Regions from separate parts of the Mus musculus genome. Here regions 1 and 2 are each linked to region 3. The links are chromatin contacts, called in public HiChIP or PLAC-seq maps. All regions are on one chromosome and are shown on one strand. The core of a region is the stretch at or near the end of the contact, and the rest is flanking DNA. Distances in the headings are between cores, read along the strand shown.

Region 1 (4,019 bases), core at 1,406-3,905, 150 kb before region 3:
CCTGTCCTTAAGTTTCCTCACTAAGAGACAGACCTCTGAGTGTTTAGAAAGTCTCACACAATGCCTCTGGTCCTTAAGTTTCCTCACTAAGAGATAGTCCTCTGAGTGTTTAGAAAGGCTCACACAATGCCTCTGGTCCTTAATTCTGCCCCCTTAATGCGGTTAAAAGTTAACCAATGATAAACTGCCAGCCCTAAACTGTGACTGAGAACTGCTCTAAAAAATGTATAAAAGGTGTGTGCTTTAGCTACTTGGGGTCACTTCTATCCCAATTTCAGGATGACCCCAGGATGCTGGATCAATAAACCTCTAGCGTTTTGCATCGATCTCCGTCCCTGTGTCTCTGTGAGTGAGATATCCCAGACATAAGGCTTTGGGGTCTTACAAGAGTAAGTGATAACTTAGGGTTATGGATTGGAGAGTAGATTCTAAACAGCAGAGAGGGTAGATATCTACCTAGCTCTTGTGCTGTTTAAAACTTATGGTAAGTAATGAAAGTTGTGTGTCTTTTATCCAGGAACTGAATGGTCAGAGGCAGGGTAGAAATCCCGATTTGGGATTGTTTACCTTCTACAACACTGCTCTGATGTCATCACTGCTGAGTGATGTCACTAACTCTGATGCCATCACTGCTCTGATGTCATCGCTGAGTGGTGTCACTACTCTGATGCCACCACTTCTCTGATGTCATCACTACTCTGAGTGATGTCACTAACTCTGATGCCATCACTGCTCTGATGTCATCACTGCTCTGAGTGATGTCACTACTCTGGCATGCACTGAGGAGAGGAAGGGAGAGATGGGGGAGAGATGGTGTTCTAGGGACAGTTGGGTAGTGTGATGATTTGTATATGCTCGGCCCAGGGAGTGGCACTATTAGAAGGTGTGGCCCTATTGGAGTAGGTGTGTCACTGTGGGTGTGGGCTTTAAGACCCTCATTCCAGCTGCCTGGAATCCAGTATTCTACTAGCAGCCTTCAGATGAAAACGTAGAACTCTCAGCTCCTCTTGCACCATGCCTGCCTGAATGCTGCCATGTTCCTGCCTTGATGATAATGAACTGAATCTCTGAACCTGTAAGCCAGCCCCAATTGAATGTTGTCCTTATAAGAGTTGCCTTGGGCCAGGCGTGGTGGCTCACGCCTTTAATCCCAGTACTGGGGAGGCAGAGGCAGGCAGATTTCTGAGTTTGAGGCCAGCCTGGTGTACAAAGGACAGCCAGAGCTATACAGAAAAACCCTGTCTTGAAAAACCAAAAAAAAAAAAAAAAAAGGGCTGGTGAGGTGGCTCAGTGGGTAAGAGCACCCGACTGCTCTTCCGAAGGTCCAGAGTTCAAATCCCAGCAACCACATGGTGGCTCACAACCATCCGTAACAAGATCTGACTCCCTCTTCTGGTGTGTCTGAAGACAGCTACAGTGTACTTACATATAATAATAAATAAATCTTTAAAAAAGAAAAAATAAGAGTTGCCTTGGTCATGGTGTCTGCTCACAGCAGTAAAACCCTAAGACAGGTAGGGTTCAGTGTGTTCCCCAAAGACTGCTAGCTTGTTCTTCCGTGGCTTTCTTCTATGCCTGCTTCATCTGTGTGACAGCTGCAGTCTCTTATGTCATTTATTACAAGACCTTACCCTTCCAGGGCACACCCTGTGCTTCACCCTGTTCAATGTCGATGGTATGGATCCAGCCTGGTCAAGCTCAAGTATCCACACTGCCCAGGGGAAGAACAGAGCAGAGCCCCAAGAGCCAGTGGGGAAGACAGTTCCAAAGTGGGGGTGGCTAGGTGGGCCTCTCAAATTCACCGCAGGCTGTGAGGAGGCAAGGGGGGAGCAGGATCAGAATCTCCCCCCCCCCCAGATGTCTTCAGTGTAGATATCCACACTGACAGGTATCCTGTCCTGTTGATTGGACTCCCCAAATCTGGTATGTGAACTGTGGTCTTTTAAGAAAACAAATTAGGGGGCTGGTGAGATAGCTCAGTGGGTAAGAGCACCCGACTGCTCTTCCGAAGGTCCAGAGTTCAAATCCCAGCAACCACATGGTGGCTCACAACCATCCCTAACGAGATCTGACTCCCTCTTCTGGAGTGTCTGAGGACAGCTACAGTGTACTTACATATAATAAATAAATAAATCTTAAAATAAATAAGCCGGGCGTGGTGGCACTCACCTTTAATCCCAGCACTCTCGAGGCAGAGGCAGGCGGATTTCTGATTTCGAGGCCAGCCTGGTCTACAAAGTGAGCTCCAGGACAGTCAGGGCTATACAGAGAAACCCTGTCTCGAAAAACCAAAAAAATAAATAAAAATTAAAAAATAAATATATCTAAAAAAAAAAGAAAAAAGAAAACAAACTAGCTAACAAACAAACACACAATACAGATGTTGGTAGATGAAATGTTGAGTGAGGTTCAGCTTTTCCCTTCGGCTGCTGTGAAGATCCACGGGAAGGTTTTTGTTGGGGATCCCTGTTTTCTTGCAGTTCTCAATTCCTTCCACCTCGTGGGTTCTAGGAATCAAACTCAGGTGGTTCCGTTTGGTGGCAAGCTTCCTTTACTGCAGAGCCATCTTGCAGTAACTGTTTTCAGTTCCTCCCTTTGAGCCATCTTGCAGTCTTGATTCCCTTCAGAGGATATCGCTGTGGTTTGGCCATTGGCCACCAGGAGGCGCTAACATCTGGGTCTCCGCTCCAGCACCCACGTGCCTTTTTGTTGTGCTCAAGACCCCGGCATTTCCTCCTGAGGATCAGAGAAGGCCAAACCCACAAACAACGGCTTTGCACCCAATACTCCTGTGATCGGCCCATATCCAAGTACCCAGAGAGATCAGGCTCCTCCACGGAACCTGAGAACCTTGTTTTCACTCCCAGACAGCTGCTTCCGGCCCAGAGGGTTCCTTCACAGAGAAAGGATTACCGTGTCTTGGGTGTGGAAGCCTGTGCTTCAGGCTGCTCATCACACCTGCCTGCCTTAGTTCCGGATTAACTGCTTGTCTCGCACTGAGTTGGATTCACACGCCCGGGGCCAAGAATTACCACCACACACACACACACATACACACACACACACACACCCCCACCCCATCCCATTCTTCCTACTGCTCTCTGCCTCACTGACTATAAGAGAATGCGTGTGTATCGGGCTGGTGCTAATTTCTCATGTTGCAAATTCTAGTCTTCTTTGGGTATCTATCACTAGTGGGGATGCGTCTCCTGGTCACGGGGTAGATGGTACGACTCGGATCTAAGCTTCATCCCATCTCTATAGCACTAGCTTGATGGAGGTATTCCACATCAACCGGACCAGACACCAGGGCCACAGGCATTCTCCTTGCAGGGCCTTGGGGAGGAAGGCTGGCTGGGCAGCAGTTCTAAGGATCCAGACTCATCAGAAGCCAGAATGGGCAATGAAGCTGGACGGAGGTGGAGCTTGAGAGATGAGGAAGCCCTTTGGAAGTGAAAAGAAGCAGTTCCCAGCCCTCCAGGACTCTCACCGCAGACCCCTCACTCCCCCCACTCCTCCCCTTCCTCTTGTCACCTGAGAGGGATTTGGTTTCTTGAGACTACAGTAATCCTCCTGCAGCAATTCCATGACACACTTGCCAAATGTCATGCAGTCAGTATGTGCAGCGTGGTGCTTGGATTGGCGTCTCCATGGTAAACTTTGCACACTATGACGAAGGTAGGGCCCACTCCTGCAGGTTTCAAGTGCTCACGTCACTGCTTACTGCTTACGGTGGTCACTGTGGTCGCCAAGCTACCTGGTGGCCTGACACCACCCCCTTCCCTTTTTTTATTGAGACAGGATTTTTTAAGTCCAAGCTGGCCTCAAACTCTTGGTAATCCTCCTGCCTTCTCTAAATCGTCTTCTAAATCTTGGGATTACAGGGTGTGTCATTACAGGCAACCACCCAAATTTAATTTTTGTTTTTTCCAGACAGGGTTTCTCGGTGTAGCCCTGGCTGTCCCAGAACTCAATCTGTACAACAGACCGGCCTTCAACTCAAGAGATCCAAGTGCCTC
Region 2 (4,051 bases), core at 341-2,840, 160 kb after region 3:
GAGGCTGGGGAGTTCTTGGACTCACCTGTGATGGGGTGGACAGGGGCCCATCATCGTGACATAGTTGTATGTGGCATCTGTGTTTATACCATCTAAACATGGGGGCAACCTCGGTGTTCTACAATGGGAAGACTGGTTAAGTAAGTCATGGTGGGTCTTGTCTGACTGTCTGGTGCAATATTAGGCAGGCATTAAAAAAAAAATCAGGCCAATAGTAAGATCTTAGTATATGTGGAGAAAGTGAACAAGGAGAGGAGGCAGTGTTAAAACAAAGCCAAGGGGCTGGTGAGATGGCTCAGAGGTTAAAAGCACCTACTCTTCCAAAGGTCCTGAGTTCAAATCCCAGCAACCACATGGTGGCTCACAACCATCTGTAATGAAATCTGATGTTCTCTTTTGGTGTGTCTGAAGACAGCTACAGTGTACTTACATTAAATAAATATTGAAAAAAAAAACCCAAAACAAACAAACAAAAAAAACAAAGCCAAAACCCACAAAAAGCACGCCTTTTATACACGCTGTTATACATTTATACAAACCAACCTCGTGAAAGCCTAAGAAGGTCAAGAAAGAGGCAGTAACTCAAAGATGCGCTCATGAATTCTATAGCAAAAGCCCGTGGTGGAAACCCAACCATCCAAAGAAAAAACAGCCGGGCGTGGTGGCGCATGCCTTTAATCCCAGCACTCGGGAGGCAGAGGCAGGCAGATTTCTGAGTTCCAGGCCAGCCTGGTCTACAAAGTGAGCTTCAGGACAGCCAGGGCTATACAGAGAAACCCTGTCTCGAAAAACCAAAAAAAAAAAAAAAAAAAAAAAAAAGAAAAAGAAAAACCAGTGGTTAATGAGGTCGGGCATACCTTTAATCCCAGCAATCAGGAGGCAGAGGCAGGCGGGTCTCTGGGAGTTTGTTAGAGGCCAGCCTGGTCTACAGAGTGAGTCTAGGACAGCCAGGGCTACACAGAGAAAGCTTGTCTCAGGGTTGGGGTGGGGGAAGGGAAGGTGATTCAAAGTCTAAGTCTCCACAAGCTACCAAGCAAGCTAATTAAACCACAAGGTGCAGGGGAAAGTCTCATCAATGGACTGATAGGAAAAAACCAGGCTGACAGCTATCTGAGAGGGAAGAGAAGGGGAGGAGCGGGGAGGGGGGGAGGGGAGGGGGAGTGTCAGGTCAGACGCACACAGAGTCTTGGGTCGGAGTCATAAGTCCCAGGGGCTCAGTTGGTTCTATGAATAAGCAAAGGAAGACAAACAGGAAGTCCACACAAGGAGTAAGCAGAGAGGATGTCACAGACCCAGGCCGTGTCTCAGGACAGCAATGGAGCCGGGTGTGACTAGGGGCTGCCTCTCTCTCCCTTCTAGACAGTGTTCTCTGACTACTGAGCCAGACAGGTCACCATGGCCTTCCTCCATGATCCTGTGTCCCTGGGTAGCCTCCACCCTTGGGCCCACGACACAGCCATTAGAATGACATTTTGTTTTTCAAACTAAAAGCAATAGACCAGCATTGAGTCTCGGAAAGTAACCCAGCGTGGATCCAAGTAGGAACCTAGAAAAACATTTAAAACAGGAAGGGATGACAACCCAGGAAGTGCCAGTCACATGACTTCAAAGTCCAGCAACAGGCTGGGGAGGCTGAAGTGGGAAGCGGCTTGTCTTTGTCTCTGTCTCTCTCTTTTCGAGACAGGGTTTCTCTGTGTAGCTCTGGCTGTCCTGGAACTCACTCTGTAGACCAGAGTGTAGGCCTCGAACTCAGAGATCCGCCTGCCTCTGTCTCCTGAGTGCTGGGATTAAAGGCGTGCACCGCCTCCGCCGCCGCCACCACCACCACCACCACCACCACCACCAGCACTGACTAGCCTGTCATTGTTATGAGCAGCTTGTATAAATGCCTGCCCACCCACCTCCACCCTGGACACTTCCTTTGGTTTTGTCAAGAACACGCCTGGAGCTGGCATTCGGCCATGCCTGGTGCCCTGGGCTGGGCCTTCCCAGCTGTTTGGAACATATTGGGGTAGGAGGTAGAAGTGGGAGTGGCCACCCTTATAGCTTAGTACTGAGTGTGAACACTCCCTTCAGCCCCGCTGCTGACTTTAATGCTTCCGAGTCTGTTTCTGACCCTGGGGGAAGCACTGAGAACGTCAGACACCCAGGGTCTGTGTAACTGAACTCAAGGCTGTGCTGCTACGCCTCAGCCACATCTGCAGCTCACGCTTCACATCTGCAGCTCCGGACTAGCATTCAGTGGGAGCCTGGTGGTGATGATGGTGGTGGTGGTGGGGCACACCTTTAATCCCAGCAATTGGGAGGCTAAGGTGTCCCAGTAAGAGTAAGTAAGAACTCTTTTGAGTTCAAGGCCTGTCTGGTCTCCAGAAAAAGTTCCAGGACAGCCAAAGCTACACACAGAAACCCTGTATTTAAAAAAAAAAATCATGAATGGCTCAGAGGATTAGCTGGTAGGGCAGGGTAAACTCCCTCTCCTGTGGCCTCTCCTAGGGACAGAGGCGGGTCTCCACTGAAGGCCACAGTCACGGATAGATTTTCCTCATAGGACTTTGCAACTGGAATACATGCACGGATCCACCAGCAGGGGGCAGCAGACACCGCACAGTGGGGTGGGAGAACTGAGCCCAGCATCCCAGGATCCCAGGCAACCAACACTGCAGGGTGTTAAGTGTATAACTTGGCCTAGCCATAGAAGCCCCCAAGCCATTGGCAGGGACAAGGCCAGAGCCATTGATGGCAGGCAGGATCACAACAAAGAAGGTGGTTTTGACTCTAAGACTCTGCCTACAGTCTTCTGTGTACCTGCCCCTGGCTGGTGATCCCCTTAGCCTTCAGAAAGGAGAGCTAATATCATTCCCGTCTTAAAGATGAGAGGAGGGAAGCACAGAGAGGTCAAGTCATCAATACAAGGCCACACAGCTAATCAACAGCTGAACCAGGATTTATGGCCAGTCCTGCTATCTTGTATTTGGTACTGTAGGCCACAGTGGGAAGCATACCAGGATAGGGGGGGGGGGCTTCCTGGAGGAGGTGACACTTAAGAGAGTGGCGCTTGGCTAGATGTCCTGGGAAAGGGGATAGTCTCAGGGTCCGGATGTCTTGCTGAACAGCTGAGATTTTGTTATGGGGCAGGTAGTGAGACACGGGAGAGACCTGAGCTGTGGCATACCTGCGTGTGTTCCAGGAAGGCCCTTCTGGGGCCCTGGAGGTTACAACTGACCTGGGAACACCCTGGGATGATAGAGGAGATGCAGGCAAGGATCAGAGGTCATGGGCAGAGGCCACACTTACCCCCCTTCTGAGACTCTATCTCCTTCTTGGCCTGCTCCAGGATGCTCTTGATGGCGTCGTCCGAGCCTGTCTCAGGTGTGCGGATTCTCGGGGTGATGCTGCCTGGGAGGGGCACGAAGGTGGCGGCTGTGGGGCCTGCAGGGGGCGGGGTCAGGCCCTGGAGGTGGGCAGGAGGGTATGGACCAGATTGTCCTGGGGTGGGTGGGGAGGGTGACAAATGGTAGGTGGTGTAGTGACTCCGGCTTTGGGGCTGGAACTAGGACCCTGTGCGTGCTAGGTCAGTGGTTAGGGCTGGTTAATGGGCCAGGATGATTATGGCAACAGCGGACACTTCTTAAGCAGTTCGGAGCTCTGGGTCCTTTTAGCCCCTCCCCCACGGGCCAATGTCGAGAATGGGGTGGGAGGTGGAAACTGAGGAATCAGCCCAGAGCTGGGGCTTAACTGCCCAGAAAGGGCTGCAGAGGGAGGGAGGGGTGGCCCAGTGCAGGAGGGAGCAAGGTCACGAGTCTGTCCCTCGAAATAGGGAAACCAAGGCACAGGGTGGTGGCTCACCCACCCCGGGGTCACCCACAGCTCTGGATGGCGGTGGGGCTCCTCCGTGGCTTACCTCGCTGCCTCACCTGGATGGTGCGCAGGGCCAGCACATTCTGCTCATCCGACAGGAACTGCTTCATCTTGATGAAGGGCTCCTTGCCTTTCACCGTGAGCTTACGCCACGGCTTGGGCCGGGCCAGGATCTCACTCACCGAGCCCTGCG
Region 3 (4,158 bases), core at 1,088-3,587:
CTCACATCTGTCTATAACTCAAATTTCCAGTGGATCTGACTCCCTCACACAGACCTATGTGCAGGCCAAACACCAATGCACATAAAATTAAAAAAAAAAAAAACCTTTAACATGAACTTACCGGTATTAGTATATATTTTACGAATTCATTTTCAATTTAGGAATCAGGTACTGTTTTTTTTTTTGGGGGGGGGGTTGGTGGTTGGAGACAGGGTTTGTCTGTCTAGCCATGGCTGTCTTGGAACTCACTCTGTAGACTAGGTTGGCCTAGAATTTAGAAATTCACCTGCCTCTGCCTCCCAAGTGCTGGGATTAAAGGCCTGCGCCACCACTGCCGGGCTCAAGTAATGTTTTAAACCCTAGATTTGTTACTTATTTTGGCTTCTTTTGGAAACAGTGTTTCACAGAGCTGGTAAAAATGTACTATGTAGTAGTAGCCAAGGTTGGCCTTGAACTCTTTTCCCTGTGACCTCTATCTCCCGAATGCTGGGATTCAAGGCTTTGCTTTCATGTCAGGCTTCTTCAGGGTCACTTTTTCAAGGACCACCACATCTAGGAAGGCTAACTTTCCCTCTCTCCATGTTCTTGGGAAATAACAATGACCTTTTAGAAAGTGTTCACCAAATATGACAATTTTTATTTGGGCTATGTAGGTTAATTGAATTTCAACTGGACTACTAGTAACTCTTATATACGTTCTAAGTTTTTCTTTTTAATTATTCACAGGTGGACCAGGGGTGTGGAGCTGGAGAGGCAATGCTATACTCCCTATCTAAAACTGACACCCCAGATCCATTTTTCTCTCTTTTTTTTTTAAAGTCATATTTATGGCCAGTCATGGTGAAGCAGGTCTTTGATCTCAGCAGGCAGGTGGATCTATGTGAGTTCCAGAACAGCCAGGGCTGTTACACAGAGAAACCCTGTCTCGGAAAAAACCAAACAAGAACAAAAACCACCACCGACAAGGTCATACTTATATTGCTTATATATGTGTGGCACAATCCAAGGGTGGAGGGCTGGGGACAATTCCAAGCATTTAAGTTTTCTTCTTCCACATGCCAGCTCCAGGGTTGAGAGTTAGGTGGTGAGCTTAGGCAGCCTGGGCCTTTACCTTCTGAGCTATCTGCTAGCTACTTAAAAAAAAAAAAATCCATGTAGACCAACAAGTCTGGAACTCAAGAGATCCAGTTGCCTGTCCAGAGCTGGGATTAAAGGCATGTGCCATAACCAGGGGTAACTCTTCATTGAATTGCCCCTTCTTGAGACTGGGTCTCTTGTAGCTTAGCCTGGCCTAGAATTCCCTCATGAAGGTGAAGATGACCTTGACTGTCTAATCCTCCTTCCATTTCCCAAGTGCTCGTACTACAGGCAAGAACACCATGCCTGCCTTTAATTCACTGGAATGACTTTAATAGGTTGAGGGTTTTTTTTTTTCCCTCGGCCCATCACCTTCTTAAGCAATTTCACTTAGAAAAGAAAGAAAAAAAAAAAAACCAATTTAAACTCATTTGAAAAAAGTTAACCATTTGTTTCCAATTTAATTACAACACCTTAAAAAAAAAAACGGACCAGTGTTTGGTGGCCTTCCCGAGTTAAAGTAAAAGTTTTTAAAAGGGGTCAAGGTCTAAAGTTGACATTCTTGGGAAAGTCTGTTTAGTCTTCACCGAGGGAGACCCCATCACCCAGTTCTACTACCAATCAGGTCCATTTCCCTTCGGGTCCCCTGAAGGAGGAACTAAGAAGTCCGAGCGAGCTAGGGGGAAAAAAAAAAAGAGGGTTCAAATGAAGGTCAGAGACCCAACAGTTCGCCGGGGTGAATAAAGTGGGGCAAAGTGAAGCAGCTGGCGGTGGCTTCTGAGGCGGCAAGCTTCCCCACGCTGGCAGGGCAAGTCGGCACGCAGTGGCACCTGGGGGCCTACTGTGTGCCAGGCCCCGATTGCAGGTCCCCGCCCCGAAGGTGCCCGCAGGCCATCCTCTAAGTTGTGATTTGGTGGGGTGGGGGTGGGGTGAAATCAAGGTCCTCCAAGGGGGTCGAGGACACCCGAGCAGCTCACGGCGCCCGTCCCCGAAGCAGATCCCGAAGTTCAGACCCGCCTTGGCGAGGGCGGATCCCTCCTGGCCCCCTCCACGGCCCTAGTTCGACCCCGGGGAGAGCGAACGCGGCCCAGCGCTGCGCCCCGCTCCTCACGTGTCCCTGATCGGCCCCCCGGGCCGTCTCACGTTCGACTTCCGCCTGACCCTTCCGACTTCCGGTAAAGAGTCCCCCCCCCCACCCCCGACACCTCCCCCGCCCCGGGTCTGTTTCGCATCTCCGCGCCCTCCAGGCCCGCGTCAACCCCGTCCGCGTCCGCCAGCCCGGGTCCCATGCGTTCGTCCACCGCCGCCGCTCAGCGGCCCGCGGCGGGGGACCCCGAGCCGCGCCGCCCGGCGGGCTGGGCCGCGCGGCGCTCGCTCCCGCGGACGGCGCGGCGCGGCGGGCGGGGCGGCGCGGTGGCGTATCCCTCCGCCGGCCCTCCCCCGCGCGGCCCCGGCGCCCCTCCCCGCGGGCCGCGCTCGCCACCCTGCGCCTCAGACTGTTTTGGTAGCAACGGCCACGGCGCGTCCCGGCCCGGCTCCCGGCGGCTGCTCGGTGTCTGCGGGCCTCCCCGCCCCTTCGTCGTTGTCCTGCTGCCTCTGGCCCCCGCGGCCACGCCGGCCCGCGCCTGCCCGCCCGGCGTCCGCGCGTCCCCGCCGCGCTCCGGCGTCTCCTCCTCGGCGCGCCCGGCACCCGGCTGTCCCCGCCCGGCGTGCGAGCCGGTGTATGGGCCGCTCACCATGTCGCTGAAGCCGCAGCCGCAGCCGCCCGCGCCCGCCACTGGCCGCAAGCCCGGCGGCGGCCTGCTCTCGTCGCCCGGCGCCGCGCCGGCCTCGGCCGCGGTGACCTCGGCTTCCGTGGTGCCGGCCCCGGCCGCGCCGGTGGCGTCTTCCTCGGCGGCCGCGGGCGGCGGGCGTCCCGGCCTGGGCAGGTGGGTGTCAGCTCCCCCAGCCCCCTCCGCGCCGGGCCGATCCCGCGCCGCTCGTCCCCTCCCCCGCCTCGCGCCCCGTGACCGGCCGGCTTCGCGATGTGCCGGGGGGCCCGCGGAGGGGCGGGAGGCGCCGGCAGATTCCTTCGGGCTTCTCGGGCCGTGTCCAGCCTCCCGCACCATCGCGTCCCCTCCCCCCAGACGGCCAAGATGGACGGCCCTGGCGGCCCCCTGCCCCTCCCGGGTGTGCCAGGGGCGATTGGTATCCCGCCCCACCCCCTTGCTGCGCCCCCCCCCCCGATAGAAGGGCGGCTGAGCCTGGGTGCGGGTCGCAGGGGGTGGGGGGATCCTCTCCTGAAATGAGCCTCTTTGCCGGGTGGGGAGTCGGGAGGGAGGAGGGGAGATTGAGGCCCAGCCGCCCCAGGTAGGGTCAAGCCGGGTGTCCTGCATATCTATCCCCCGCCCCGCAGACCCTGGGAAGGTGGGCGACGGAGGCGAGGTGGGTGCCAGCGGCCTAACGCACCCATCCCCCTTTAGATCTGGGGCGGCGGGGTTCCCGCAGCGGGCCGTTCTTCCCCTCCCCCCCCCCAACTGGGGAAGGGGTGGGAGTGCCCGGCTCCCTCCAGGCCCGCCTCCCTCCTTCCCCGCAAGGTCCCCTGCGCGCGGGTGGTGGCCGATCCGCATTGCTGTTCCTCGTCCGCGGAGCAGAAGGCGCCTTTGAATAGAGGTGGGCGAGGGCCGGACTCTTGAGGTGGGTTGGCCGCGGGCTCTGGACACGCACCGCATTTTCCCTCCCAACCCCCCCCCCCCCCGGCCCAGTTCCTGCAATTTTTAGGGGTGAGGCGCCGCAACAGAGGAGTTGGTGCGGGTCCGAAGGCAACAACTCCCGAGTGTTGGCTTGCGCCCTGGTCCCCCTCTCCCCTTCCCTGGGCCCGATCTCGTTGGTAGGCTGGGGTGCTGTCCTGTGTGACTGGACTCTGGAGGGTGTGTGCGTGCGGGGGTGGGGAGTGGTGGGGGTGCTTGTCAGTTCGTATTTCACGAACTAAGAAAATGCTTAGTGTTAAAACGGAGAGGCAGATGCCAATAGACTCCATTCCATTGTGGCCGGTGTCCTTAACTTGGGAAACGCCGCCGCCAGAGCTTACCAAGGGCATGC

The links. HiChIP or PLAC-seq counts read pairs in DNA pulled down with a chosen protein or histone mark.
Region 1: a contact with region 3 is called in an H3K4me3 HiChIP or PLAC-seq map of bone marrow-derived macrophages, with 2.5 times the contacts expected there. The contact joins the enhancer-like site here to the promoter of Atxn2 in region 3. A contact is called at or near these places in 3 of 39 promoter capture datasets (the HPC-7 cell line, cranial neural crest and embryonic stem cells), 4 of 115 datasets of contacts at active chromatin or transcription factors (the SCID.adh cell line, bone marrow-derived macrophages and embryonic stem cells) and 3 of 9 other capture datasets (adipose tissue, liver and pancreatic islet).
Region 2: an H3K4me3 HiChIP or PLAC-seq map of bone marrow-derived macrophages shows a contact between it and region 3, with 2.3 times the contacts expected there. The contact joins the enhancer-like site here to the promoter of Atxn2 in region 3. A contact is called at or near these places in 2 of 39 promoter capture datasets (pre-B cells and stem cell-derived epiblast-like cells), 1 of 15 datasets of contacts at CTCF or cohesin (pro-B cells), 1 of 484 Hi-C or Micro-C datasets (B cells), 7 of 115 datasets of contacts at active chromatin or transcription factors (the 230-238 cell line, the HPC-7 cell line, the SCID.adh cell line and 2 more) and 3 of 9 other capture datasets (adipose tissue, liver and pancreatic islet).

The regions. Positions count from the first base shown.
Region 1 is chr5:121,561,961-121,565,979 of GRCm38.p6, forward strand. No RefSeq gene overlaps it. Among named protein-coding and RNA genes, the nearest start is that of Mapkapk5, 18 kb to the left of the region's middle. Within about 2 kb of position 2,656, at least 99 of the 459 cell types and tissues checked have an H3K27ac peak or open chromatin away from gene starts, as enhancers often do. A contact at or near this core is called in the HPC-7 cell line, the SCID.adh cell line, adipose tissue and 2 more, where this site is marked.
Region 2 is chr5:121,869,756-121,873,806 of GRCm38.p6, forward strand. Cux2 (cut-like homeobox 2) reads right to left here. Exons shown (of 23, transcript NM_001312908.1): 16 at 3,902-4,051; 17 at 3,295-3,396; 18 at 1-25. All of the region lies in intron 1 of Gm52785 (a long non-coding RNA gene), which reads left to right. Among named protein-coding and RNA genes, the nearest start is that of Gm52785, 4.4 kb to the left of the region's middle. Within about 2 kb of position 1,591, at least 24 of the 459 cell types and tissues checked have an H3K27ac peak or open chromatin away from gene starts, as enhancers often do. A contact at or near this core is called in the 230-238 cell line, the HPC-7 cell line, bone marrow-derived macrophages and 1 more, where this site is marked.
Region 3 is chr5:121,709,272-121,713,429 of GRCm38.p6, forward strand. It overlaps Atxn2 (ataxin 2), which reads left to right and starts at 2,338. Exons shown (of 25, transcript NM_009125.2): 1 at 2,338-3,005. The coding sequence starts at 2,365.